Regions from separate parts of the Mus musculus genome. Here regions 2, 3, 4, 5, 6 and 7 are each linked to region 1. Evidence: chromatin contacts called from public ChIA-PET, HiChIP or PLAC-seq, Micro-C, capture Hi-C and promoter capture Hi-C data. All regions are on one chromosome and are shown on one strand. Each heading gives the region's core, a stretch centred on a gene start, on an enhancer-like site or on the middle of the called end of the contact. The rest is flanking DNA. Distances are from core to core; before and after follow the strand shown. Region 1 holds the start of Trim37 (tripartite motif-containing 37). Region 2 holds the start of Rps6kb1 (ribosomal protein S6 kinase, polypeptide 1). Region 3 overlaps Vmp1 (vacuole membrane protein 1). Region 4 holds the start of Tspoap1 (TSPO associated protein 1). Region 5 holds the start of Supt4a (SPT4A, DSIF elongation factor subunit). Region 6 holds the start of Brip1os (BRCA1 interacting protein C-terminal helicase 1, opposite strand). Region 7 holds the start of Rnft1 (ring finger protein, transmembrane 1).

Region 1 (2,900 bases), core at 171-2,670:
CAACTCCAAGTTGTCCTGACCTCCACGCCGGCACATCAATGCACACCCATGCACACACTAAATAAACAAACATTTGTAAAGATATCGTGATTAGAGGCAAACTAATTCAGAATCTGAATTTCTGTCCTGATGTAATCAACTAATTATGTGAGCCTGAAAATCTGCAGCCACTATAAATGCGAGTGTCCCTATTGACATTAAGTTAATAACTAAAAAAAAATTGAAAACAGGGAAGTTTACCCACGTCTATTTTTACTCCATTCCAGAAAAATTAAACCCTCCTAAAACCAAGAAAAGTTTACAAAACCTTCACACAACTTTCACAAGAGCAATTAAGTAGAAAATTACTGATGGTCATAACTGCAAGACCAGGTCCTGAGAGATGCGGACTCTTAACTGGCTTTGGGAAGACAATAAAACCATGGGGGTGAACTGGGTTAATCTCAAGAGCAATGCTCAGTAAGTTATCCCTTATTTTTAAAAAGCAAAAATCATGTAGTACTTTAGTCTCTGAACGGTTCACGCCCCCCAGCCCCCAAGCAATCGTTTTGATGATTCTAGCCTTTATGGAAATACCCCAATCATGAAATCATCTTACAAGAATCAATGCTGGAAACTACTAGTCTTTAAGTCAGTCGAGTGTGAGAGAGGTGTGTGTGTCCTACAAAATGAACCGCTGAGGGTGAAAAAAATGTTTAATCATGCAGAGCAAGTCGTGGCGAGAAAGCAGGGCAAGTCCTTCCGATGAATTTGCAATTTTGCTCTAGAAAGGCTCAGCCTGCAAACAGCGACGAGAGCAGGTGCCAAGGCATCGCTGGAGCTCCGCAGCACCTGACTGCGGAACAGATTCAGCACCGGGCATGCTGAGGGCTGGAAGCACTACCGCCGGGCCAGCCTCCCTCTCCGCGACTCGCAGAGGCTGCCTCCCACAGGGAGGGCGAGCGCATGGGGCCCCGGATAGAAAAGGAGCCCAGCCGCCACCCTCCGTGATGCCCCTCACCTCCACACTCTGCTCATCCATTGCCTCCGGCTCTCGGCGGGGCCCTCGGCGACCCTCGGAGTCCGTGTCTGCGCTGTCAGGCGCCGGCCCGAGGTCGCCAGGTCAGCTGCGCTCACCTCAGCAGGCTCCCACAACAGTGCCACCTCCGCGCCCCATCCCGTCGGGTTCCCCACCGGCTACCCCGCATTTCGCCATTTTTTTTTATCCGCGCGCCAGCCCTGGGGCGGAGAGGGAAGGGCTAGCGGTAGCCGCAACGCCTTCCTCCCGCCTCAGCAGCTGGCCTGCGTCCGCGTGGGAGCCCTGGCCCACGTGACGCCGGCGCGCGCGTGTGAAAACCGCCGCGGGGCCCGTCCGGGGCGGAACAGGCGCCACAGAGAATTCGCAAACACCAACGGTAACCAGGGCAGCTAGAGGCGCGGCAACGGGGCGGACGCGATGCGCACGCGCACTCGGCGTTGCGGGAGGGGAGGGGAGGGGCGGGGCGGAGCGGGGCGGGAGGAGAGGCGGGCGCCCGGTTCCCGCGGTGCGCGCAGCACACGAGACTTGGAGAGGCGGTGCCGCGGGGAGGCGTGTCGGGCGTCGGCGCGGTGCCCTTCGCCTCGCAGATTTTACCGCCAGTGATGTAGGCTCCTTGGTGCGTCCTAATTGGAAGAAGCCACGCTCCCGAGTATTAGGAAGGGACGGAGAGTCTTATTTGCGTTCCCATTGTTTGTGGGTCACCTAAGGAGACCCTGGAGCCGGGAACTCTTGCTTGGTTAGTGTTTGCTTTCCGCCTCTGGGAGGAAACGCAGACTTTAAGCTTTAAAAAAAAAAAAAAAAAAAAAAAAACTTAGTCCCCCTCCATAGTAAATGCATTTGAAAGCTCCAATTGTAATGGACCGGCGATTTCTCTTGACCTGTTATTTTGAGACAAGGTTTCTTTAGTTCATGATAGACTGGACGTATAGTGAAGTCTCCAAGCTTCCTGGAAGTAAGGATTGCAGGGGAGAGGTACCACGTCTTCTCATTTTGGTGAGACAATTGGATCCACATCCCACCGACTAAGGCTTTCTTGCAGCTTGAGTTGTTTTTGCTATGGGGACTAACAAAGAGTCTAGGGAATCGCTTCTAAATTCCTTCCAGAAGAGACCAGTTAGGGTGCAGAAATTGAGGGTATGTGAGACAAAAGGCGTTGGTCAAATACTTAAATCTTAATTCTTCTCTTAAGCTTATTACAAAGTTATTTATGAACCCAATCCAGAGAATTGATAATCTAGAAAGAATCTTTTCGTTACTAGCAACATTTTTTAAAAATTATATGAACTATAAACAAGATTTATGGAGGTAGGACGGATGGCCCAGAGGTTAAGAATACTTGCTACTCCGGGGGAGGACCACTCTCTAACCCTGCCTTTGGTCTCCAGCCTATACTCCAACTCCATTCTGCCCACCTAAAACACCCACACTCACATGCACATATATTAATATAACCCAAAATAATCTACACACACATAATTTAATTAAGTAGAGATAGAATATGCTTTCACAAGCTGGGCATGGTGGAGCACTCGTTTAGTCCCAGCATTTGGGGGACAGAGGCAGGTGGAGTTCCAGGACAATCAGGGATACACAATGACACCGTGTATTGAAAAACCAAAAGCAAAAAAGGCTTTCATTTCAAACCACTTATGGTCTTTGAACTAGATGCAGGCTGATAGTTGCAGAATAATTTTACTAACGTGTCCTGAATTGTACCTTTTTGCTGATGTTCCCATGTCACCTGCACTGACCTAGAACTTGCTATAAAGCATATGCCAGCCTTCAACTCCCTCCTTAGCCTCTTCAGTGCTAGGATATACATAGGTATGCCACCACATTCTATTTACACTTTAAAATTTAATCTATACCTAAAAATTTGTGG
Region 2 (3,266 bases), core at 391-2,890, 580 kb after region 1:
ATAAACCATAACAAAAGTGTTGGTTGTGGGGGCTGTGTAGCCACGGGGACCGGAGCCTAGAAGCAGCACCCACATAGCAAGCCAGGAGTCCTGTGCAGGCCTGTAGTTACAGAGGCAAGTCCAGTGCGGACAGAAGGACCACTGTGGATAGCTTCCACTTGGTTGAGAAAACTCAGCCCCAAGTTCAGAGAGAGAGAGAGAGAGAGGGAGAGAGAGAGAGAGAGCTGGATGCCCTCATCTCCTGTGCATTTGCATAAGTGCTCACATTCACACACATGTGCATATATACTCACACACATAAATAATCTAAAGGAAATATGATCCTGAAGGAATTCTTTGTATACATTTCACACTACATGGACATCAGAAGTTAGCTCAACAATAGAACATTCAATAACATTAATTTTCTGTTTTCTCACCAACCGTCTTCTGGCCCGGAAAGCACAGTTAAGATCAATAAGCCCAGTCATGGTGGCTATACCTTTAATTCCAGTACTCAAGAGACAGAGGTAGGCAGATCTCTGAGTTTGAGGACACAGAGAGTTCCAGGACAGCCAGGGCCACATAAAGAAATCCTGTCTCTGAAAACCAAAAACCAAACCAACTAGCATAAAGTTGGATCCAGGCATAGTGGTGCAAGCCTTTCAACCCAACAACACTTGGGAGGCTGAGGCAGACCGATCTCTGTGAGTTTGCACCTACACAGTGCGTTCCAGGACAGCCAGAGCTACATAGCGAGATCGTGTCTCGGAAAGAAAAGAAAGAAAAACAAAGTTGGAGCTTAGAGAAAGACCAGATAAAATATGAAACTAAATCTTTATTATTTTTAAACGACGTTGTTTGTTTTTAGACAACATCTCTCTATGTAGCCCAGTTACGCCTGAAACTGTCTAATTAGTCTGGGCTGACTTGAAACACATGATCCTTCTGCCTCAGCCTCTCGGAGAACAGGGACTATTTTAAAAAGAGTATTTTTGATAAGTGCTTCACATCAAGTCTATGTAGCCCCGGAAAGGAGCAGAGGCTTGTGAACCAGATTTTCAACTTAACGTCTAAGACTGCATTGTAGGTAATTCTATTCTCACTTTACAGTTAAGGAAATTGAGTTACCGAAGGGTTATGTAACTTTTCCAAGCCACTGAATTAGCAAATAGCAAAGACAAGAGTCTCTCTTTGCCTTTCTTCCCTATCAGCTCCCCGGTAACCCCACACTCACTGACAGCTCTGCGACCGGCAGTTTCAGTTCGGTTCAAACTTCAGAAGACCAACCCTCTCACTACGCGCATGCTCACTTTCAATACTTTAAAAAAAAAAACTACTTAGAACAAATAAATGCGCTCGCTCCTTATGCGAAGAGCTCTGCTGAGGGCTTGTCTTTTTTCGACCCTCGTTTCCCTTCTTCTATTTAGGAAGGCTAATCACGCATGTTCAATTTCAATTTATCAACTTCAGATATGGTACGCATGCTCCGTGTCCGGCAAACGCCTTAGACAGAAACGCGCAAGCTGTACTTTCCCGGCTTGGCTTCGGACGGTGTTCTGCGCATGCTCCTGCCAGTACCTGGCCCCGGGAGCTAATGCTACGCATGTCCGCTGCCCACTGTATGGCTTCAGAAGACTTTGTACGCATGCGCCGGAGCTGAACTTGAGGAGCCAGTCTGGGGCCTAGGCGCAGACGCATTGAGCTTAAGCAGCCGGTGATGGCGGCAGCAGCCGTGGAGTCTGCGGCGGGTCCGGGCCCATGAGGCGACGACGGAGGCGGGACGGCTTTTACCTAGCGCCTGACTTCCGACACAGGGAAGCTGAGGACATGGCAGGAGTGTTTGACATAGACCTGGACCAGCCAGAAGATGCAGGCTCTGAGGATGAGCTGGAGGAGGGGGTGAGGCCCGGGGTCCCCGGGGTATGGGCGGCGGGGTGGGGGGGCAGCGGCGAGGTGACAGGGCCGGGGTGGCGGCGTGGGCCCGGGAAGCCTGGTGTGCCCGAGGGCGTGGAGACCCGGGGGGGACGCGAGCGGTCTCCGGGAGGAGCTGAGGCGCCGCGCGGCCGAGTCGGGGAGCGGGCGGGCGGGCGGACGGACCTGGCCCTAGGTGTGAGGCCTCTGCGGGGCGCGCAGGTGCAGGGCTCGCCCTGATCCCTAGCTGAGCGCTGCCCCGGAGCAATGTGTTTCTGGAGCGCCGAGGAGAAAAGGCGCGCGGTCGGCTTCTGGAGCTGTGGGGCTTGAGTGCGGCCCGGGTGGTGTGAGCGTGTGCTGGGGGTGGGGAGGGCCGATCTTGTTGGGGTGTCCCCCTTAGTGCAGGTGAGATGCGGAAGGGTTTCCCTGTGGAGTGTAAGATTGCAAGCCTTAAATCTTCAGACTCCCCACAACCACCTCTCTTCTCGGCCTGTCGCTTCTCTCCTAGGAAGCGCTCAGCTGTTAGAAGTGACAGCTGAAAACTTCTGTCGGGAGTAGCACTGCTGTGACAGCCACCAGGAGTTTTATTTCGGGAGCAAGGGGGCTCTGCTGCATCTTCCAGGGTTTGTTTGTTTGCCTTTTATTTTTAACCCCCCTTCCGTGTGACTTTTTAAAGGAAAAAAAAACCCCCATTCATAACGACACACGGCATTTGTAAGTTAATTCCCTTCAAGTTGAAGATGTCTATATTTTTTTTTCAGAATAATTTATGTAATTGTAGGGTGGGAAAAAAAGCGTTGACAGCTGTGATTTGTCTCGCCAAAAATAAATTGCTTGAACCGAGACTTGTGAATAGTGGTGTGAGGGTTTTCCTTGCTGAAGTTTAAATTTAGAGTCGCTTTTCTAGTGCACATCTTGGCTTTACCTTTGCTGTCCTAGTAGTTTGTTATTTATGTATACCATTTTTTCTACAGTAATACTTACTGAAACGTACATATTTTACACCAAGGGTTAAAAAAATACATCAAACTAAATAACCAATCTTGGACAAATGTCATCAGTAATAACCTCCTAGTGACTTTAAATGTCTTTAAGTCATCTGTAGAAGAATATGGGTTTATGGCTGATGTTAGATAGTTGCTGTATTTACATGGGGTCTCCTTCTCACCCCCAGTTTTCCTTTAGTGAATAAATTGTGCCCTTCTGGCAAACTATTGAAATGCTATGTATAAAGGACTTTGAACACTTTAGGAAATTAAGTGGGCCCACATAGATTATTCTTTTCATAATCAAGTGAGTCTCAGTTAGAATTTCAGAGTTCTAAATGTGGGTATTACACGCACTTTTTAATTTCATGTTTTCATGTGGAATTC
Region 3 (3,014 bases), core at 420-2,919, 540 kb after region 1:
AGTGTGGATTGTACAACAAGTTCTAGCCCAGCTGAGCTATTTGAGCCCCTGTCAGGGGCTGGAGAGATGGCTCAGTGGTTAAGAGCACTGACTGCTCTTCTGAAGGTCCTGAGTTCAAATCCCAGCAACCACATGGTGGTTCACAACCATCCATAATGAGATCTGACACCTCCTCTGGTATGTGTGAAGACAGCTACAGTGTACTTATGTGTAATAATAAATAAATCTTTAAAAAAAAAAAAGAAAGCTGACACAGTGGTTAAAAGCACTTGTTGTAGTAGCTTTAATTTTTTTTTTTTCATTCAAAATCTCTGGTGTAAGAATACTTTGTGGGGACCTGTGAGGTGGCTCTGCAGGTAAGGATGCTTAACAAGCTGAGTTAGGTTCCCAGGACCCACATGTAGGAGGGAAGAACCAGACGTTGTCCTCTGGGTACAGTGGTGCAGTCAAAGGCAGTGTATCTGTCCACACACTTTGCTGGAATTGTTTTGTTATCTAGAGAATATATTCCTAGTGTAAATGGAGAGACTAATTGCCTTCCTGCCTGTACTATAAGGAAGAGTTGCTTAAGCTCCTAAGGAGATGTCCACCTACTGAGAGCGAGTCCCACCTGGGACTGCACTGCCTCACTGTTTGCCATTGTAGGTCTGCGGTTGGCAGTCGGCAGTCGGACTGCATTGCCTCGCCCTCAAAGCTTGTCTGTTTAGGCTATAATCACCATCCCTCAGTCATCTCTCCTTCCCCTCCCAGTTCTCTTAGCGTTTATTTTCTACATTGAGTCTCTAGGATTGTACTTTCTCCTGTTTGGTTTTGTGGCAAGGTCTCCGTGTAGCTCTGGCTGTCCTAACTGTCCCTACAAAAGACCTCTTAACTCACAGAGACTCACCTGCCTGTCTCATGAGAGCTGGGACTACTTGAGTGTGCTAATATGCCCAGCTGCATTTTGCTTTTCTATTTTATAGTGTGGACACAAAGTAGGGACTCCATTAAACGTTAAAGATATTACTAGGTAAAAGACTGATAGGTAATAATAGTACAAAAGAAAAAGAATGGCTAGCAGTTGGGAAGTTGTTGCTGGCTGGCAAATATAGTAGCAAAAAAGAGTCTTCTCTTATTATTCTGCTTGGGGGGGGGTGAGGAAATCGTTCACTGGTGTCAGTACGCTTTCGGGGTAGCACTGGGCACTGCGCACATGTGCCTGCTATACTTTTTCTGGCCCTAGGAAAAGTACGGGCTTATTTGCCTTGTAGCAAATAAGACAGATGAGAAAATAAAGGGTACAGGAAGTAAGGGTGTTTACTTTTCAAAGTTGCCCCACAGTACCGTTTAACACAACCTGTTAGCTATCAAAAGAAAAGGAGGGGTGGCGGGGGACCGGAGCCTGGTAGCTTCAGTTGCCAGACCGGTTTTACAGCCCTAGCTCTACGAACTCTGGGGACCTTGGTTGGTCCAGAGCCTTATCAGAGATAGCTATCCAGACATCTTGGAACAAGCTGTTTAGTAATGTACAGGAGTTTCTGGGCAAACATCCATCATAAGCCATGAAATGATTCAGGGTCCGCAGTTCCTCTCTGTTCCTTTGTTAATCACTGACTTCTGGCTGGGGGGAGGTGCCTCCCCAATGTGCTAATGCATTCTTTTTGGATAAGGATGACGCAGGGGTTGTCCTAATAAGGACTTAGATTGAGAAAGCACCTCCCACCCACCCCATCCCCCTGAGAAGACGGGACAGTCAGAGAGAGGGAGGGCAGTTTCTTTTTTAACTAGAGATGACACAAGCATAAGTCATTTCCTTATTAATCGGTTTAAACCAGTTCTTACAGGAACTAGTGGTGATAAATGTGGGACTTCTCAGAAGTCATTCATTTTATTCTTTGTGCCACAGCAGTGTGCAGTCTCAGCTGCACTAGCCTCGCCCTCCTGACATAGCAGTGGCTCTGAGCTCTCTCCTACTTTCTCCCAAATGCATTACTGCTGGCGAGACCTCTAAGGAGTTCAGGAGGAATTTTATCACTATCCAAGCTTCACAGGATTGCTGTGACCCTGATTGTTGAATTTTGTCCTTTTTATGAAGTCCTTGCCGCCCTTCTTTTCTTTTTTTTTTTTTTTTTTTAATCTGAAGGGTAAGTAGATTTCCTTTAACATTTCTCTTGCTTTTCTTCCCAAATGTGTCTTTCCTTTGGTACCTGCCTCCAGTGCTGTCCCCGGCATAGGTCCGTCTCTGCAGAAGCCTTTTCAAGAGTACCTGGAGGCGCAGCGGCAGAAGCTTCATCACAGAAGTGAAGCGGGCACACCGCAGGTGAGGATCCCTCCTGCTTCTCCCCCCTCGGCAGGCATCAGCAGGCTCAAACTAGATCCGGAGCTCTCCGGGTTTTAGATGGGGTGGCTGAGGGAGTTTATTGGTCTATGTCTAGTGGCTTTTCAGAAACAAGGATGGGGTAATGGAAGACAGGATTCTGTTGTGTGTGATGCTGTCTTGATCTTACATGAGTTATTACATACATTTCCAGGCTAGGTTAAAAAGTTAACACGTGCACCATCACCAAGCAGTAGGTAAAATGGTTATCCCCTTTCATTTCTGCTGTAGGAAAGCAACTGCTTGCTTGCTTTTCTTTTCTTTCTTTCTTTCTTTTTTCTTTTCTTTTCTTTTCTTTTCTTTTCTTTTCTTCTTTTCCTTTCTTCCTTCCTTCCTCTCTTTCTTTCTTTCTTTCTTTCTTTCTTTCTTTCTTTCTTTCTTTCTTTCTTTCTTTCTTTTTTCTTTTAAATAAAGCAAGGCTTTTACCACAGCTGAACTTTTAACTTGAATAAACTGCCTGGCCGTTTTGCCTTCAGTTCCTGAGGCAGAGGAAAGAACCAGCAGATGTGTAGGCAGCACCCTGAACAGGGAGCCTGGGGGAGAGCAGCCGCTTTCCCTTGGCTTTAGACTTCAAATAGCTCTTTGCCGCTGTGGCCAAAGAGGGCTCACATTTATGTTCTAAAAGCAGCTCTCAGAGTTTAGGTCCTCTTCCCCTTCC
Region 4 (3,293 bases), core at 509-3,008, 630 kb before region 1:
GCTACCAGGACCTAAGGAGAAGGGACAGGCCCATCCTCCATGCCTTCATGCCTTCAGCGGCAGCCTCACACCATTCTGGGGCATTTCCTGCTCTTCCTCTATGCTTGCCTTTCTACCCCACAGCCTTTTAGGTAATGGCAGATCAAACTCCCTCCCCATCCGTCTAGACATCTTGGGTCTGTAGAGTCCCCTGCCCTCCACTAAAGTCCTGCTTCCTTCATCCTCTCCAGTAGCTAGCTCACTCACACCCACCCACAACAAAATCTTCCTTGGCTCAGCCCAGCACCAAGCCCACCTCCACACCCCCCAGCATACCAAGATTCCCCCCAGACAGACTCGTGGTGGAAGAGACCTAACATAATCAGAAAGAGACACATGTACCCACACTGAGGGCCAGAGCCAGAGAGAACAGAGCGAGGCCACTTAGATTCCCGTCCAAGGAAGGAAGGACAGATAATCACACAGGCAGACTCACAGACAGAGAGAGACAGAGACAGAGACAAGAAATGTGGGCAGTGGGACTACAGATTATGGCCAGTCCATCTTGCAGCCCTCTCCATCCTCTCTTACCTTATAAGCCTGTGCCTCCTCCTCCTCCAGCCCGGAACAGCTGTACCCAGGGCTCTCTGCTTGCTGCCCCAGCTTAGGCAGCCCGGTCTCTGTTGCTTCAGGATCAGTATTTCCGACAGGTCCAGGGCTATGAGCTCCCTCAGGCTTGGAACTCTCTTCAAACCTCAATCCTTTAACCTGCAGAGCTGTCGGAGTACCAGCAATGCTTGGAGATGCATCTCCAGGTTTGCACCCCTGGCCCTGAGTCCAGTGCTGCCAGGCAGGCAGTGCCCATGGCTCCATGGCTCCAAGGTCTCCAAGCCGTGGGAGGGTTGTCAGTTGCTCCATGGTTTCGGCAAGGGGCCCCCGAACCTGGACCTGGGGACATCACCAGCGGGAAGACTGACAAGGGTCATGCCAGACTAGACCATTCTCCCTGTAAGTGTTTGGCTTCACCGAGTCCATCAGAGGTTGGCTGAGCTCTTCCCACCCACGAAGGAGGGTTCAGAAGGTATCGGGGTTGCCAGACTGGAGCTGGGGTTTGCTCATGGTTCTCTCTCTCTCTCTTGTGTGTGTGTGTGTGTGTGTACGGGGTGTGTGTGGGGGGGTGAGAGACCACCACCAGGAGTGCCTGGCTGAAGGTATATATGTACGTGTGCCTCCAGGTCTGTCCCTGCAGGTCAGTGATGTTTTATTATGTGATTGGAGGATGAATACTCCGACTTGTGTATGTTGAGAAGGGTGGTGCTATGTGTCACTGTCTGTGCCTATTTAAGAGTTACCAGTTGTTTCTGCGTGGGGGTAGGGGCTGTCTGTATTGCAGGGCTGTGGCAGTGTGTGATGCTGTCGCCGGTCCTGTCTCAGTGTTGTAAAGCCCGGTGTATCTGTAGTGGCGTGTGTCTTTCAGTGTCTGTGAGTCTGGCCACCCATCACGACCACTCTGCCTGGAAAGGGTCCGCAGGAGTTCCTGGGAATGATCCCCAGTGATCCACTGTGGTCCTTTATCTCCAGCTTTTCTCTCCGCTGGCTGCCGCCGATCAGTTGCTTGCTGGGTGGCTGGGCGGTCCTAAGGAGGCCTGGGTCGATGGGCGGCTTGCCTCATAGTCTCTGCCTCAGCTAGTCTCAGCTCGAGGGACTGCAAGGGTCCCTCGCGGTCCCGGAGCTCCCCAAATGAGATGGTGGGCACGAAGGAGGGCAGAGCCTCAGAATGGGGAGTGGGGAGCAGGGGAGCATCATCATCCCTCCCTTCCCCCTCCTCCTCCCCTCCTGCCCACCAATAGGAAGTCAGCTGCTGGTTTCCATGACGATGGAGCTGGACTGGTGGGCTGGACCGGCAGGCAAGCTGGCAGGGTCGGGACAGTGGAAAGAGCAGGTTCCTTACTGGATGGTAGGTTAGAAAGCTACCCCCTCCGGACCCCCCAACATGGCCTCTTCATCCCCTTGACCCCACAGACCCTCACTTCCAGGGTGCAGAGGAAAGGGAGTAGAGACAGTCCTCTCCTTTCAGGCAAGACTGATGGGGATAGAACAATGTGACAGAGACCTAGCTGTAGAAAAGGACAGAGCTGAAATGGTGGGATTTGGAATAAAACAAAGAAATAAAAGTCTGAAAATAGAAAGACGAGCAAAAGGACAGAGTGTTGAAATAGGCTGAAAAACGACTTCAGCTTCCCCATGGCAGATCACATTTGGGGGACAGCCCAGCCTTCACAGGCTAGCAGGAGAGATCATAAGACAGGACCTTTTGGGCTGATTTTCCCTCAACCATCAGGAAGTTCATCTTCTGTCTAGCATTAGGCTTTATTTATTTACTTGCTATGAAAAAAAAATGGCTTTTGGGAACAAGGACATAGGAATTGCCCCAACCTAGGTGTCTGCCTGTATGTGGGGCACCTAGATCTCGAGAGATAAGAATGTTGCTCCTAGACGCAAGACAAGCCAAGGTCGAGGGCCCTCATGTGGCACCCCTATGGAATAGCAGCTAAAGCATAGAGAACACCCCCCACCCAGACAGTAGGCTCCACCCAGGCCAGAGCCAATGGAACTGGGTAGGGGTTGGAGTTGCATAAGAGAGAAGGTAACATTCATTTCTCTAAAGCAGTCTAAACATCAGTACACATGCTATGTCATGTAACTTTCAGTCAGCATGCATATGCATGTCATATTACATGTATGTATAGAAGAGTATGCATAGTATGTCTGTGTATACATGGAGATCACTGCATGTATGTGTGCTATTTTGTCTATGAATCTCATTGGATATATATCTGTGCATGGTTTTGTGTCATTGTATGTCTATTTGCTACAATGTCTATGTGCATGCAATTACGTATGAGTTTATCATTGCATTTTGCTATAAATCACAGATATCATGCCATTATACAGCACTAACACATTATGACATACATTGTCATATAATAATGTACAATGGCATACAATGATCTATGTACATGATAAACTTGCCTGGCATGATGTGCACGCAGTCTCTGTATATATATTCTCACCCCTCCATGCCTAAGGGGACTGTCTATAAGATCATCTCAGGATACCCCACTAAGTTCTCAAATGCTTAAGTCCTTTTATGTAAGGTGATGAAATATCCGCCCATGGCTTATACACATCCTTCTGTATACCCAAGGTCTCTTGCATGCTAGGCAAGCACTCTACCACTAAACCATATCCTCAGCCCAGCCCCACCCCACCCCCATGCCTTAAATCATCTCTAGATTGTTTATACCTATTTT
Region 5 (3,072 bases), core at 438-2,937, 610 kb before region 1:
TCTTAGCCACTACTTAAAACAATAAAGATGAAAATAACTTCAATATTTATTTTTTAATTTTTTTTTTGGTTTGAAATCCACCTGTCTCTGCCTCCCAAGTGCTGGGATTAAAGGCGTACGACACCACTTCCCTGCTTCAATATTTATTTTAATCAAATAACCCTAAAACATTGTTTCAATATTTAACTAATCTTTTAAAAATTCAGATCATTTGACATCCTTTTTCCTCACCCTGAATCTTTGTTTGCTGGTATGTATTTGACACTTAAGCATATTCGAATTTGAACTAGCCACATGTCAAGTACTCAGTAGCTACTGAAAGAAAGATGAAATTTCAAGACCTGTAAGTCATATAAAGTACTCAGAAATTGCTGGTTGTTTGTGAGCCTAGAGGCTGCCTGGGGCTGAGAAAAGAGAAAAACAAACCTGGGTATGCCCCATAGTTAAAACATTCCTGGGAACATCTTGACCATAAGATAAAGGGGAATGTGAGGACATAACAGGGCTATCTGAACTGAGTCAACTACTCACAGAACTCTGACACCCTGCACGTACATGTAATCTTTCTGTTAATGTTTGAATAAGCCAATAGTGTGTCGCTATGCTCAATTCCACACCCCTAAGCCCCTTACCCCATAAAACCCCCAAGCTTTCGAGCCTCGTGGCCGGCATCCGTTATCTCCTGTGTGGGATACATGTCGGTCCGGAGCTCCGTAATTAAACGTCCTCATGTAATTACAGCAAGATGGGTCCTCGTGTTTCTTTGGGTGCTCTCACACTCCTGAGACTAGAGCGGGGGTCCCCGAAAGGGGGTCTTACACTACAAAAGTTTACAGCTACTGGGCTGGACACATAGACTAGCTCTCAGAACTGCTGAGACCAGCTAGTCTTATGACCTCAAAAATCTATCCCATATTAACTTTCTGGGTGCAGAAGTAAACAAAGGCGCGTGAAAGGGGCTTACCCATCAAATGAAGAGCTGGTGCAGTCATAAACCATCTCTCTGTTGCCCTTCATTTGTAGGTATGCATCGCAATTGTCACACCCATCATATTCGAACTGGTCTATAGTCTGGAAAGAAAAAAAAAAAGCAAGTATGAGCATGAACAACGCCTTAATATTTCAACAAAGCCAACCTCTTCGTTTTCTATACAACCCAACACCCTCTCCTCTCCAAACTGTTCCTAAACTCCACCCTCATACCTTTTTGCTCGCGTCCCTAATTCAGCTTACATATTTTCTAGCCTCTTTGGGGTCAGGTACCCTCTCCTGCTACTCTCTCGGCTGCTCTGGCTCCTAGTGTCTTTCCAGTCCACCACAGCAAGTTCACCGAACGTCTGTCGGGGAGACAAACTTGTGCTCAGTTATGCCGAGAACTGCAACGCAGCCCCCAGTAGGCACAGCCACCCGGCTCGCGTTCCGTGGACGGAAACAACGGCTCCCTTAGGCTTTCGGGCTTCCCACTCCCCGAATCTCAGAGCCTTCCTTTCCTGTGTCTGGCCCCATTTCACCCTCTTTCTCCCGTTTCGCCTCCCCGATCGCTCCTACAACCAAGGCCCCAACGGACACCTTGACTAACGAGCACAGCAAACAAGCCCGCAGATGCCGCAGGTCCTTTGGTACCGTCTCCAGGGCCATCCTCACCGATACGACAACACAGGTTCCTCCAGCCGCAGGAAGTAAACAGACCATTACCCAGAATGCCAGACGCGTCGGGCACGCAGCTTCCGCTTCCGGTGCCGGCCATCGCAGGCCCCGCCCCTCCCTCCCCGTGGAGAAGATGGTTCCTCCCGCGGGAGCGCTGGGCGGGGCCGCCCGGTCACCTGGGCCGCGCGCGCGCCCGTCACCTGGTTCGCGAGAGCGAGCGGAAGACGGCGCGCGCGCTGGGAGCTGATGCGCCCGTAGGGGCGGGGCAGCTGGGGGAGGTTGGAGCATGCGCAGGAAGCGTGGAGCGGGGCGACTGGCGGGACTGCGCCTCGCGACGCGGGCCTTTTGATGGAGCCCAAAATGCTCTGGCCTGAGTGCTCTTCAGACTCCCGAGGAAAACCTAGATTGTTTTGTCTGCTTGTTTTATTTTGTTTGCTCATTTATTGAGACAATGCTAATTCCTAAGTTGGCCTCTGAGTACGGGACGGTGATCTTGAACTCCTGATCTTCCTGCCTTCACTTTCGGAGTTCTGGGATTATGGGCGCGCACCACCACGCCCGGGTATTTGACTTTTTGACACAAGCCCCTCGTCTCAGTGTCCGGAATGCTCAGAATACAAGCCCGCCGCTTCGCGCTAGGTTGTTTTAAGGCTCGAGGCAATGAGTCTTGCCTTTCTGGACGCCTGCAGAGACAAAAACCCGACGAGGCCCCACCCCTTCTTGTAACTGGGAGAGCGTGATAGGGTTTCGTTTGCGGTCCCCAGGAATGCTAGCTTGAGCCGTGCCGACGGGGAAAGGGGAGGCGTGTTGGATAGAGGGAAACGCGTATTTAATTCCTCCTAAAAGCCTCTCGATTGCGCGCCTGGCTCATAATTTACGCTTTGTAAAACTCTCGGCACATTTAGACATAATTCCATGGGAACATCTGTGGATTAGGTATCTCACTTCTCATACTCTAACCCCACCCCAGCTGCCAATGTGCTTACTGTGTAGGACACAAAATTCCTCCTTGTCTCCTTAAATGGCACCGAGATAATATCCTGAGCAAACCATACAGAAATACGAGGTCTGGTGCGGTGTGAACAGAGCAAAGGCTCTTGGAATGTAGGCAAAAGCCTGGTCATTTGTGTTTATCTGAATTGGAGCGCTGGGATATAAATAGTTGCAATCCCGCTGTTCTGTCCTTCCAGCCCTTCTCATTGAAACTGAGGGACAGCAAGACTGATTCTAGGCTTTATCCCAAACTGCATCCACATGGGGTTCAGTGACTGGGTTTTAGATACTTTCTAGCACCGGGAAATCTCTTTTCAGTTTGGAATACATTTTCACTGTGCTATCTCATGTAAGCCTTCTATCATCTCTGAAGGAGGATCATTTTATTTATGGTAAAAGGCAGGTATCCTGCTGAGGAGCTGGCTCAGGACC
Region 6 (2,885 bases), core at 21-2,520, 930 kb after region 1:
GTCATTGGAGGAAAACGGCCAATACTGAAAGGCTGATGACCTTGTTCATCCGGGGACCATAGGCCGGGAGGGGCAGAATATGGGCACCCTCAGGAGTTGCCTCCACTGTCTCTGAGTCTCCTGAGCAGGTCCCTCTGACCTGGGGAGGGAGGAGGATGGCGAGTCCCCCTGATTCTCCAGGCGGAATGGGCGGGGCCAAAGGCCCTGCAGCTTGAGCTGCATGAGGAGAGAGAGAGAGAGAGAGAGAGAGAGAGAGAGAGAGAGAGAGAGAGAGAGAGAGGATAAAGGGGAGGGAGATAAAGAAGAAGATCAGTATCCGTGGTGGGGAGAACATCTTTCTTGGGCCTATCCTGAAGGGCGAAGATTGGCACAGCCATTGGTCCTGAAGAGGAACCGGGCGAACACAAGGAGGGGGATCGGTGACTAAATCTTCCCACACTATGATATATGGGACCTGATTAGGGTGGCTCTTCGAGCCAGCACCAAAAATGCACCTCTTGACGGACAATATAAGAGGCAGTGAGAAAGAACCCTCAGGAGGCCATCCAATCTGAAAGGTGGGCCACTCTGACGAGCAAAAAGTAAACCATTTATTTTTCTTCACATTTACTGAGAGATTGTGAGCTCTAGTCTTAACCTCCCTCCAATGTTCTAGAGTAAAACTCGGAGGGGTGGAAGGTCAGTGTCCCATTCTGTCCAAAAATAACGTCAGTCCCAGTCCACACACAAAAAGAAAAACAGAAAGTAAAATACCAACGCGCCCCTGCCACGAGCGCCACAGAAGATACACTGAATAACTTGGTAGTGGTCTCTTTGCCACTGACCCCCAGATGAAGTCGAGCCCTCCCGGATCTCGCGGATCGGATCCGACTTCCCACTCTGAGAGTCTGGAGCGTCCTCCAGGACTCTTCGTTACCGCAGCGTTAAGGTCGCTTCTGGCAACCCCCGGCAGACAACTCCTTTGCAAACCGAAACCAAACTGACTTGCAGCCGACTCAAAATAGAGGGAACAGACGGAATAGACGCGCGGAATAGACGCACGCCAAGGGCGGACACAAAGAGACACAGCCGCGGTACCTGCTCGAACAATCCTCCGGTCTCCTGTCACTGGACCCGCCAGCAGGACGATTCCCGGTCAATGCACCAAATGTAAGACCCGTCTAACGCCCATTTTGTGCTTCTTAAAGTCTCACAGTACAAGAATTTTTTTTTTTCCTTCAAGCAAATGTGCGGAACTTGTCCCAGTCTTTTTCGCGGGGTGGGGTTTGGGGGAGGGGCGGTGCTCGTCTTCCGGTCCCGCCAAGTACTCGAGGGTTGATTTTACTTCGCGGGCTCCCATTGGGCGGTATAGCGTTGGCCTCGTACGATGATTGGCTGTTTCCTTTTCCGGTCTGGCTGTGTGATTGGCTGACTGGGAACCGAGGGGCGGGAGGCGCGAATTCATCTGTGTGGCGCTGCGGAGTGCAGCCTGGAGAGGGAGGAGTGGCTGTACCTTGGTACCTGGCAGCGTCGGAACAGCCGGTGAGGGAGGACTTTCGTACTCGCGAGCTTTCCTTGTAGGTCGGCTCCGCGTTGCCTTCTGTCAAACGTCAGCCGTTCCTTTTCTCTGGGAGCGGGAGCCAGCCGTGGGCAAATGGAAAGGAGGGCGCGGGGAGGGGACGGGCTCCTGCAGGCTGGCGCCGGCGGGCTCTCGGGCTCTATGGTGTGGCTCCCCGTGGACATGTGAGAACTAGGAGCTTGGGGAAGGAAAGCTGAGGGCCAGGGAGCCTGTCCTTACATTCTGTGAACGCAGGCTGGAGGTAGCCCCAGCTTCCGCGGTACTTCTGGAAGGGCTACAGATTTGTTAACCCGCCCCCCCCCCCCCCTTCTCTTAAAGAGACAGGGTCTCACCCTCCAGCTCTGGCTGGGCTGGAACTCGGAGTGCAGACCTGGCTGCCCTCGATCGATCGTACAGAGATCCACCAGAGATTGTTGGGGGCCAGAAGAATTGCGCCACCACATCCGGAAGTGTGATTGTCTGATGAGTTTTGAGAGGAATGTTGCCACAGCTTCAGGCATAGATTGCCATCTCGATTAATTTTAGTAACACAATATTGAGTTTTTGCTTCAGAATAAGCTGTTAGAGTCCATTAAACCTCAGAGGTTTACAGATAAAAATCAGTGATTGGATACTTTTTCTAACAATATCTTTTATTTATTCTTTGATAGTTTATGCATATATACAAAGTATCTTGACCTATCCCCAGTACATCCTTCACACTGCTTCGGGACCCCTTCACACGCCCCTCCCACCCAATGAGTCCAATTAGTACTGCCTGATGGGATGTTGACAGGTCTCCTTGGCTTGATTTTATGCAGGTCTTGTCTGACAGAACAATATTTAGAAATGAAAAATAACTTAAGAGTGGTGGGTTTTTTGGAGCACAGAAGCTGTGGTTAAAGTTATTGACTTCATGACCTGTTGTACCTTCTGTCTTAACCATCTCCATTCACAGACTGAGTTTACCAGATTTTCTCACCACTGTCGAAATTCTTCAGTCAATAAAAGTGTCTGGGAGGTTAGGTGATGCAAACAGTGGGATTTAAATCTATTTTGTTTCAATTATAATCTCCTGATTTCAGAATTACTGAGCTGACTCAGCAGGTAAAGGACTCAACCGAGCTAGCAGTGTTTAATTCCTGAGACCCACATGGTGAGAGGAGGGAACCTATTCTGTCTCCAGAACACTGTCTTCTCACTTCCACACACGTGTCATGCCATGCGGGTTCTCCTCCCCCAGTAAACTAAAAGATGATTTAAAAAAAATTAAGTGAATTTCTGTGGAAAGATACTTTCTCCCTTACAACAATTTTTAAAGTTAGATATTATTGCAGAAAAGAATTTT
Region 7 (3,129 bases), core at 462-2,961, 640 kb after region 1:
GTGGTCTTGCTTCACTGTGGGAGTAACTCCGGAAACGACCATGCACACATCCATGGGCACAAGTACAGACGCCTGACCTGGGATTTCTAGAGCTTGGATTTTCAGAATATTCTTTTGGTCCGGAGTTTATTTGGATATGTACATCCCCAGGGTGAAGGGAACCTTCTGTTGATCTTGAATGACCACACGGGGAGGCTGCAGCATCTTCATGTGCAGTGCCCGGAGGATCATGCAGTTGGTTACAGCTGGCTTGCATGGCCCTTGAGTATTTTCTCTCTAAAATGTCTTTGCTTCAGGACTCTTTCTCCTTAAAAGTAAAATCAAAGAGCAGAAAGCATTCTAAGTTAATCACAAGCAGTGCATCGGTTCATTAGGTGTCCTTTGTTCACTAAAGGGGCAGTTGACAGTCACAGACAAGTTTCAGGTCCTTCAATCTTTGCAACTGTCAAAGCTCTGCTGCCCTGCCCCACTCCAACCTCGAAGTCCAACTTGGCAAACCAAGAGTTTTGAACCAGGGGCTACTTAAAGTACAAAGCACTGCAGATGTCTTGATTTTTCAAATGTGCCAAAAGACATCAGCAAAGAGTCAAAGGGGTGCCCAGCAGATACCACAGTGAATAGCAGCACTAATGCTGAATAAGTTGGCTCATGTACTCTGAGGCAGAGTCCACATCAGGAAGTTTGCTAAGGGTGGGTGAGATGGCTGGGTAAGTCAAGACCTTTAATTTGAGTTAAATCCCCTAAACTCATATGGTGGAAGCAATGAACTGACTCCCACAAGTCCTCTGACACACACACTAAATAAATACAATAGATTTTTTTTTACAGATTCATTAATGTTTAGAAGGAAAAAAATCAGTGCCTTAATTAAGCATCAACAAAGATAATAAACACTTCATTTTATGCTGAAACAGCTTCCACAAAGCTAATAAGGTTTTCAGTAATTAATGGTGCCACCGAGAATATTGCTTCTCCTTCCAAAAGAATGTTAGTCAAATGCCTTTGAAAGAGGACCCTTAGGGGGAGTCATCACGTAATTGCTAAGTGATGCTTTAGTCTAAATAAGGAGTTAGCCTCCCGAATAAAAATGCCACCATCGGCTTGGTTAGGGGTGTCAGAAGAGAGGCTGTGGGCAGGGCAAGATCCCTACGTGATCCAGTGTGGATCTCGGACCAGGGTGCCAGAATCGTGCTGTCGCCCGACGAAACGCAGAGCCCACCGCCGGGCCTCTCCCGTTTCCCCCGCGATGGAGCTAGCTGCGGCGGAGGCTGGCTGGCTGAAACCGTGCAGTTACTGTGTGACGTTTCGAAGAGGCTCGGAAGCCACAGCGGCTCTATCGCCTCACTCTCTGAAGAGCGACTTGGGACAGGACAGTTTGTGTCTCTGCTATTAAAAAAGAAACACAAAACCTGCCCTCCTTCATACATAAACAAGAAAAGGGGAAAGGGAGAAAGAAAAGTCAACGCCAACTCTTCCGGAATCCGCGAGGACAGAGTTCTCCACCCACGTCCGAGCTTCGGCTCTTCTCCCCGGAAACCCTCCGCCTCACCCCCTTCCCCAGGCCTGACCTCTCATGACCAGGAGCGGGCGGCCTCGGCAGCCACAATACCAACAGCCCGACACGCGGCCGCAAGCCCTTCTCGCCAAGCCTTCAGCCTCGGACGCCACCAGCAGCGCTCGGCCTGGCCCCGCGGCGGCGCGCGCGCTCCCTAGACGTCGTCACGCGCGGCCCGCCTTCGCCGGGCCACGCCCTCGCCCAGTGGAAGAAGGAGCCTCTAGGCCCCGCCCCGCGCTCATCCCGGCCCCGCCCTTCCCAGCAGAGAAGGGAACCTTTAGGCCCTGTCCCGAGTCCCTAGCCCCGCCTTCACTGGGAGGAGGAGGAGGAGGGCGCATCTAGGCCCCGCCCTGAACATCGTAGACCCGCCCTGTCGCCCTGTGGCCCTGTTGGTGATGTTATACGAGTGGCGTAGTGGCGGACGTGTGTGCTAATTAAGTCTGCGTGGCTGTCACGTCTTGCGTGTATTAGTGATCAGTCACACGCTTCGGAGTCCTTCAGTACTTGAGGTTGAAAATGGGTAGGTCCAGGAACCTGCTCGGCAGCGGGCTGCGTACCGGGAGCCGCGATCTGGCTTCCGGCTGCGTGTTGCTAGCTACGCCAGACCCGCTGGGCTGCCTGGGCAGAGAGGTTGTGTGACCTGGATTCGGGTTCCAAGCCTGAAGTTGAACAGTGTGCCCTAGTTCGTGCCAGAACCGGGTGCCAGAACTGGATATCAGACGCGCCAGGAAGTTTGTGAGGCCCTGGAAGTAGATTTAGAAAACCCCGTGTTGGCGAGCAGGGAACTCGACTTCTAAAATAAAGGCTACTAAAGGGGAAAAAAGATACTACAAGGAAAAAAAAAAAAAACACAGTTCTGGAAAATCTAGGACATCATATGTATAACAGGATTCCTATGATTCTTGAAATTAAGTATTTCATCGGAGGCTGACGTGACTAGGCAAAAGTCTGGCGTTTTGCACACACTTGGCTTTTTGCAGAGACACTTCTGAGTTACGTGTCCAGTAATTTTGTCTTTCTACCTGACTTAAACCTTTCAAATACCTTGTCAAAATCTCCTTAGCCATGAAATTTTGTCTTCCTTTCATAGTAGTATAACTGAATCTACTGGTTTTAGCCTCAGCCCTTCATTCATCTTGAGACTATTCTTAAATTTCTCTCAAGTCAAAAAGCACTTTAAAAAATCCCAATGCTCTTTTGGATCTGCTTCTCTCTGTGACCAGCACATTAGCACTCTCTTTTTTTAAGACTTGGTCCCAAGTAGAACAGGCCTATTTGTGCCTGTGCGTGATGGTGACAGGTAGTGCCTGAACTGGTACGACAGAGGACACTTTTGGGAAATTTTCTCTCCTACCTTTATTTGGGTTCCAGGGAGCCAACTGAGACTGCAAATTTTGTGCACAGCAGAGATCCTATGTGAGTAGTTTTATTTTAAACTAAAATGAACGTATGATAAGCATTAGTGGCTCATGATTGTAATCCTAGAATTTTGAAGACTAAGACAGAAAGATGCTGTGAGTTCCAGGCCAATCTATGATACAGAGTAAAACTCTTTTTTTTTTTTTTTAAAGATT

What was found. Promoter capture Hi-C pulls out the DNA fragments that hold promoters and counts their contacts. A called contact is a pair of places that touch in the nucleus more often than the background predicts. ChIA-PET counts read pairs in DNA pulled down with a chosen protein or histone mark. HiChIP or PLAC-seq counts read pairs in DNA pulled down with a chosen protein or histone mark. Capture Hi-C pulls out chosen DNA fragments and counts their contacts.
Region 2: a promoter capture Hi-C map of pre-B cells shows a contact between it and region 1, with 4 times the contacts expected there. The contact joins the promoter of Rps6kb1 here to the promoter of Trim37 in region 1. A contact is called at or near these places in 10 of 39 promoter capture datasets (the 3T3-L1 cell line, 3T3-L1-derived adipocytes, the C10 cell line and 6 more), 2 of 484 Hi-C or Micro-C datasets (B cells and embryonic stem cells), 6 of 115 datasets of contacts at active chromatin or transcription factors (astrocytes, bone marrow-derived macrophages, cardiomyocytes and 3 more) and 1 of 9 other capture datasets (liver).
Region 3: an RNA polymerase II ChIA-PET map of effector CD8 T cells shows a contact between it and region 1, with 8 read pairs. The contact joins the enhancer-like site here to the promoter of Trim37 in region 1. A contact is called at or near these places in 4 of 39 promoter capture datasets (the HPC-7 cell line, cranial neural crest, hippocampal neurons and 1 more), 2 of 484 Hi-C or Micro-C datasets (muscle stem cells and pre-B cells) and 4 of 115 datasets of contacts at active chromatin or transcription factors (astrocytes, effector CD8 T cells, memory CD8 T cells and 1 more).
Region 4: a promoter capture Hi-C map of adipose tissue shows a contact between it and region 1. The contact joins the promoter of Tspoap1 here to the promoter of Trim37 in region 1. A contact is called at or near these places in 3 of 39 promoter capture datasets (erythroid cells, fetal liver and liver), 3 of 115 datasets of contacts at active chromatin or transcription factors (bone marrow-derived macrophages, memory CD8 T cells and microglia) and 1 of 9 other capture datasets (adipose tissue).
Region 5: a Micro-C map of embryonic stem cells shows a contact between it and region 1, with 7 times the contacts expected there. The contact joins the promoter of Supt4a here to the promoter of Trim37 in region 1. A contact is called at or near these places in 4 of 39 promoter capture datasets (cranial neural crest, liver and pre-B cells), 2 of 484 Hi-C or Micro-C datasets (embryonic stem cells and pre-B cells) and 1 of 9 other capture datasets (liver).
Region 6: a contact with region 1 is called in a capture Hi-C map of macrophages, with 4 times the contacts expected there. The contact joins the promoter of Brip1os here to the promoter of Trim37 in region 1. A contact is called at or near these places in 4 of 39 promoter capture datasets (cranial neural crest, hippocampal neurons, liver and 1 more), 1 of 484 Hi-C or Micro-C datasets (CD4 T cells), 2 of 115 datasets of contacts at active chromatin or transcription factors (astrocytes and large pre-B cells) and 1 of 9 other capture datasets (macrophages).
Region 7: a contact with region 1 is called in a FOXA1 HiChIP or PLAC-seq map of pancreatic cancer cells. The contact joins the promoter of Rnft1 here to the promoter of Trim37 in region 1. A contact is called at or near these places in 1 of 39 promoter capture datasets (hippocampal neurons), 2 of 484 Hi-C or Micro-C datasets (CD4 T cells and muscle stem cells), 2 of 115 datasets of contacts at active chromatin or transcription factors (astrocytes and pancreatic cancer cells) and 2 of 9 other capture datasets (adipose tissue and liver).

The regions. Positions count from the first base shown.
Region 1 is chr11:87,125,595-87,128,494 of GRCm38.p6, reverse strand. It overlaps Trim37 (tripartite motif-containing 37), which reads right to left and starts at 1,420. Exons shown (of 24, transcript NM_197987.2): 1 at 1,001-1,420. The coding sequence starts at 1,021.
Region 2 is chr11:86,543,181-86,546,446 of GRCm38.p6, reverse strand. Rps6kb1 (ribosomal protein S6 kinase, polypeptide 1) reads left to right here and starts at 1,640. Exons shown (of 15, transcript NM_001114334.2): 1 at 1,640-1,881. The coding sequence starts at 1,741. Tubd1 (tubulin, delta 1) reads right to left here and starts at 1,456. Exons shown (of 9, transcript NM_019756.3): 1 at 1,217-1,456.
Region 3 is chr11:86,585,781-86,588,794 of GRCm38.p6, reverse strand. Vmp1 (vacuole membrane protein 1) reads left to right here. Exons shown (of 12, transcript NM_029478.6): 11 at 2,197-2,299. Among named protein-coding and RNA genes, the nearest start is that of Mir21a, 3.1 kb to the right of the region's middle. RefSeq lists an enhancer at 966-2,599. Within about 2 kb of position 1,669, at least 277 of the 459 cell types and tissues checked have an H3K27ac peak or open chromatin away from gene starts, as enhancers often do. A contact at or near this core is called in the HPC-7 cell line, astrocytes, effector CD8 T cells and 3 more, where this site is marked.
Region 4 is chr11:87,759,006-87,762,298 of GRCm38.p6, reverse strand. Tspoap1 (TSPO associated protein 1) reads right to left here and starts at 1,758. Exons shown (of 32, transcript NM_172449.2): 1 at 571-1,758. The coding sequence starts at 897.
Region 5 is chr11:87,736,166-87,739,237 of GRCm38.p6, reverse strand. Supt4a (SPT4A, DSIF elongation factor subunit) reads right to left here and starts at 1,687. Exons shown (of 5, transcript NM_009296.2): 1 at 1,570-1,687; 2 at 965-1,071. The coding sequence starts at 1,638.
Region 6 is chr11:86,199,745-86,202,629 of GRCm38.p6, reverse strand. Brip1os (BRCA1 interacting protein C-terminal helicase 1, opposite strand) reads right to left here and starts at 1,270. Exons shown (of 7, transcript NR_130959.1): 1 at 1,078-1,270. It overlaps Brip1 (BRCA1 interacting protein C-terminal helicase 1), which reads left to right and starts at 1,437. Exons shown (of 20, transcript NM_178309.2): 1 at 1,437-1,521.
Region 7 is chr11:86,483,239-86,486,367 of GRCm38.p6, reverse strand. It overlaps Rnft1 (ring finger protein, transmembrane 1), which reads right to left and starts at 1,711. Exons shown (of 9, transcript NM_029788.5): 1 at 1,569-1,711; 2 at 1-307. The coding sequence starts at 256.